Linked DNA regions of Podarcis muralis: region 1 is linked to region 2. A link is a contact called in public Hi-C data. All regions are on one chromosome and are shown on one strand. The core of a region is the stretch at or near the end of the contact, and the rest is flanking DNA. Distances in the headings are between cores, read along the strand shown.

Region 1 (2,700 bases), core at 49-2,548, 170 kb before region 2:
ATAGTTAACAGCGAACTCCTGTTCTACTAACCCACATGCAGTGTTGAAACAATTATAACTTCTTAAAGCTTCTTACCAGAGCTTTCTTTCAGCAAGAACTCGCTGAAACTCAGTTCCAGCACCTCTTAGGTGGCTGGCATTGGCTTTCTAAGAGAACAAGGGAGGTATTCATGGTGAATTCCGGCACCTCTTTTTCTAGAAAAATAGCACTGCTTGTTACATTGACATTTACATATGATTCATAATGCTACAGGAGGAGTTCCCAACCTTTGTCAACAAGGAGGTGTATGAGGGTACCATGGTGCCCACAGTGATCATGTTGGGGACCCAACTGCTAGAGTAAAAAAGTGTGTTTTCAAGATCCAGGAGTTTTCATTTGCCCTCTTAGCATTGTGAAAATGGATGCAATGAATCTCTTTAGCTTAACCAGAACACCTATGTAGTAAAGGTCAGAAATTGAGATATTGGAAGTCCTGTTTGAAGAGTAGATGGCTCCTTGTGGCATTCAAATTTCATACACTGTCAAATGGATTTCCTCCCCCCCAAAGAGTGAAAATATCCCAGATCCCATCCTGCCCTTGTTCAGCACACTGTAAAGCTTTGCTTGCTTTCCACTGAAAAATCAACTAACTTAAAAGTGTTTTAACTCTAGCTGGATTGCACCCATTCCAAGCATGCATGTTTACTTGCTAATAAAATCAACAGGAACAAGTTTCATAAACAACCTTGCATTTGGGCTGTTCCTTATACCTTTACTGTGCATAATCAAAGCTACAGTTATAAAAAGGAGCTCATTTTAAAAGGAAAGCAATTTATTTCCCTAGCACACATCCACTTTACACAGAAAATCAAATCATTTTTCAGATATCACTGATATAGCCACATACCTCTATTGAGAGAATTCGGCGGTCCATGTAATGCACCAATCCAGCATCTTGCATTACATATTGTGCTTCTCCCGCAATACTTGTAAAGAATGAAACTAATAAGAATCTGAGCTGTATGGCTGCCATTGTTGCATTAAACCTTCAAACACCCTAAACACGGACGCTAGAGGCTTCCGTTTACTATCTGCCCAGCACTGTGCTGTGTGCAAGCAAAGACAAAACTTAACAACTGTGTGATTTAAAATGGCTGTTTAGGCTCCCACAGTCTCTCATTAGCACAATAAAGTTCTGCAAAGCTCTAAGCTACATAAGTTTGTTTCTAGGAGTGCTTTCCAGCTCGTGATCTTTTGATTGGGTCCAGATGTTCAAAACTGAGCTGTGCAGCGCATGTAGGCTAGCAGTATTGAGCCAAAGCTATTATTCTTCAGCTGCTTCCAGACTGTCACTGTTTTGATAGGTATGATTCAAGTGGATTTCATGCTCTTGTGCAACAAGGCCACTTCCCCTCTCACCCTCCACAAAATACCATGCAATTTTTGAGGTAAGAAAAATATCAGACAAATACTGTTACCTAGGGTTGCCATATTTAAAAGAGTGAAAATGCAAACACAAAAGTTTTTTTCCGGCAAAGTTTTTGAGCTATATCCGGACACTGTTTCTGTATGTCTGGGAAATTCTGGATATATGCCAGCCCTAATGTTACCACCCCAATCTCTGCCTGGAGGTAGCGAGAGATTCTAGCTTCTTGGCACTTAACCAGGGAAAATGAGGCACAATGGAGGCTAGTGTCCTTACCAAATACGCCTTATTTACACATATTTACAACCTAACGCCTTCAACAGAAGGGGTGCAGAGCATTGTACCCCAAGTGTGTCTCTTGTCACACCCAGCACTGTTTTTCTAGAAAAAGAGGTGCTGGAACTCACCATAAACACCTCCCTCTTTCTCTTAGAATGACAATAGCACCTACCTGAGAGGTGCCAGAACTGAGTTCCCTTGAGTTCCCCCTGAAAAAAGTCCTGGTCACACCCCTCATAGCTTCATAGGCTGTCCAGAAACCAGCCATGCTCCCCAGTCTCTTGGTACAGCTTTTCCCAGCCAGGGCTCATAGAGTTCTGTCCCTCTTCCTGCAGAGAGTCTGATGTTCTGTTGATGGTTTACCATTATCAAACAAACCAGGCCATTACCAGCCTTCTGTTTCTTCAGTGACCACCTCCAGTGAGCCTTTCTGAGGCTAGCCTCATGAGGAAGCTAACTGGCATTATTTCCAGTCCTTGCTAAATTCCTGAATGTAGAAGTTTGCTCAAATTCTAACCCTTCACTGAACGTAGAGGTTATAGGGGGTCTGCACCCTCAAAAACTTATCACACTGGAAAGTGTGAGATGATAGCAGCAAAGAGATCACACAAGTGATTTCTTTGTGGTCGCTGAGGCATAAGTATTAGCATGTGAGTATTATTGATTAAATGCATTTAAAAATGTGTTACAGTGTTCAGAATTTAGCCTTTGAGCCTACATTCTGATGCCAGGAAGCTACGACAGTGTACTTTAATGTAAATATTTGTACAAACCCATTGGAAATAAAAACCCCACCTATCTACCTTCCTCCCTCCCTCCCAGTTTTAAAAAAAACAACTATCAAAAGGGGCAGAATGGGGAGTCAGAGAGAAATAGCAATAGTAGTAGCTGGGAACATAAGAAAAAGTGTGTGTCTCTCCCCCCCTCCCCTTCTCTCCTTTGTCTTCCAACCCTGCTTTGGTGTCACTCATATTTTCAACTTGCCAGCACTCACAACTATCCCTCAGAAGTTTTC
Region 2 (2,734 bases), core at 3-2,502:
TTTATTTGATTGTTGTGCACGTGCGCGTGCTTGTGTAAGCAAGGCAAAGAAACAATTCCTGTAAGATCTGAATAGCTTAAGAGCTACCCAGCATGTGATGCCTTTTGAACACACTGCCCTGGTCCCACTCGGAGTTCAACCAGAGCCACAGCCATGATTTGGTTCCTGGAGATGTGTTGATTCCGACAGTCCTGCATACGTGCTGGTCTTACAGCAGCAATAGAAATTCACAGGATCTAAAAATAGTTCAGAGATGGTACTTTAACTCTGCCCGATGACCATGTCTGCAACGCTGTATACACACACACACGTGTTACATGGGAACAACTCTCACTCAACTCCCAGGGCTTCTCTCTGAGTGAGCAGGTCCAATATCAGAATGCAAACCCATGATTCTAAAGCTATGCTTAAGAGCAAGTTCTGTGAAAATCAACAGGATTCATTTCTGCATCCATGCAAATCAGCACGTAAGATTCCATTGAAACAATGGGTTTGGCGCCTAAATGTGACTAGGGTTGGGCGCTGCGTCTAGGAGGACGGCGGGCTCTCTGGCTGCACAGACCGGGAACATCAACCCCGGCCTCACCATTTAGGAGTAAAGTCCTGGTCGCCTCAAAATCAGGGCGGAGGGAGATTTCTGAAAAATGGAGGGATGGGATCAGGCAATCACTGACGCGCCACCTCTCCAAACCCAGCCTGCGATGGACGCCTATAGATTTCCGACGAGGGAACTGAAGCCCCTTGTCCCGCTGAAGTTCCTTCCCGGCCCCCCACCACCCAGGATCGCGGCGCTTACCGGAGTCTGTGGGCCGGGGTCTGCCGCTGTCCCGCAGGTAGTAGTTGAACTCGAGGCAGCGGTCGTTCTCCACCGTCCCGTCGGAGCAGAGCTCGACCAGCAGCTTCAGCGCTTTCTGGCAAATCTCGTCCTCCCTGCCGCCAGGCATCGCCCCCCAGCATCCTTGTGAGTGGAGAGGAGCTCTCCGGTCGCTCACACGCGCTTCTTCGGCTGCCGCTGCCGGCCGCCCGCTTGCCGTCGCCGCCGAGGCAACTCGGGAGACGCCGGCATACTGGGAAGAGGGAGCAGCAGCAGCAGCAACGCCGCCCCTCCTCGCCGCCGCTGCCCAACTTCGCCTGGCCGGCCTCGGCACTGTGCAGGAGCCGCCACCGCCGGGCGTGACCACCCCGCCCGCACGAGGAGGAGAAGGAGGACCCCGCCACCAGTTGCGCGCAAAGCCAGGCGCCCAGCCAGCCGCGCCTCGCTCGGCTCCAGGCGGCGCCCGAACGGCTCTCCCTGGCGGCCGCGAGCCTCACTGCAGCAGCCCGGCGCCAATAGGGAAGGCGCCTCCTTCCGCTCAGCGCCCAGGCTGAGGCGAGCTCGGCGTTTCCCCGTGTCTCCCCTTCCCGAAGATTGTCAGCTATCGCATTTCTTTCTCCGCCCTTCTTTTTCTGGAACAACATGTCCCTGGAGACCTGACGTTCTGAGCACACACGTGGAGCAGCTGCCTCTCCTCAAGTACGTGGGGAGCCACATGAAGAGAAAGTGCTGTTTTCTTAAGGCAAATAAAGCAAAGCTGATTCCTAATCTTGGTGCTTTTAAAAACAATTCTCTCATAAAAAGTTTCCTTTTCGCAACACAGTTTTCCTTCACACACAGGTTCTCCGCCCCCCTCAGTCTACAATGTGCAGGCTTTGGTTTCTGGGCCCCTCCGTACACCACGCAGTGGGCCCTGCAGGCTATTGTGAGGGGGAAGCCCCACAATTTTCCCAAAGAACGCGAAGCAAAATGCTTCTCTTCTTCTTTATTCCAGTGAAAGGTCAAGCCACACAAAGCCTCTCACCCGCTTTTCGTCAGCCACTTTAAAAATGGTGGTTCTGTTTTTCCCAGGCATGCACTCCCAAACTGGAGAAGTGAGAAATCCTCCACTGAACATTTCAGTGTTTCATTTTGCTAAGTGTGGGGGGGGGGGACTGAAACAGACAAAATTTGCCGCACATGAGGTTGTTTTTCATTTGATCAAAATAGGTTAAGTATTTTCCAACTGGTTCAACTGCACACATATACCTGCTAATCCTTACTTTAAAGTACCAGCTGGTGCCCCAGAGGAATCTTACCACCTGCTAGGCCCCCCCCCCTCCATTTTGTGAAATAGCATGAAGTAGTTTCACATGCTGGTGCATACATACTGCTAAGTAATACTATGTATTTTCAGGTTATGTTGGGTCACATCATGGAGGCACGGCACGCTTATTTATTTCCCCAATTTATACTTTGCCTTTCCACTTTTAACAGAGTGTTCAGAGCACGATATAAATTGTGATAGACAATATAAATCGTTGAGAGGGGCTGGGAGCTGGGGGCACTGTTATATGGGGGTTCCGCTCCTTTCTCCTGGGCTGTGTCCAGAAAGTGGTGTTGGGGGATGAGTGTTCAGACCCTTGGGCTCTCACTTGTGGGGTGCATTAGGGACCCGTCCTCTCCCCCATGCTTTTAATATGTATATGAAGCCGCTGGGAGAGAGCATCAGGGGGTTTGGGCTGGGTGTTCATCAGTATGCGGATGTTACCCTGCTCTACCTCTCTTTCAAATCAGAACCAGTGAAGGCAGTGAAGGTCCTGTGTGAGTGCCTGGAGGCGGTTGGAGGATGGATGGCGACTAATAGATTGAGGTTGAATCCTGACAAGACAGAAGTACTGTTTTTGGGGGACAGGGGGCGGGTGGGTGTGGAGGACTCCC

The links. A called contact is a pair of places that touch in the nucleus more often than the background predicts.
Region 1: a contact with region 2 is called in a Hi-C map of tail, with 2.1 times the contacts expected there. The contact joins the promoter of OLFML1 here to the promoter of SYT9 in region 2. A contact is called at or near these places in 2 of 3 Hi-C or Micro-C datasets (blood and tail).

The regions. Positions count from the first base shown.
Region 1 is chr1:66,175,987-66,178,686 of rPodMur119.hap1.1, reverse strand. It overlaps OLFML1 (olfactomedin like 1), which reads right to left and starts at 1,298. Exons shown (of 3, transcript XM_028730585.2): 1 at 888-1,298. The coding sequence starts at 1,013.
Region 2 is chr1:66,010,283-66,013,016 of rPodMur119.hap1.1, reverse strand. It overlaps SYT9 (synaptotagmin 9), which reads right to left and starts at 1,252. Exons shown (of 7, transcript XR_013393181.1): 1 at 797-1,252.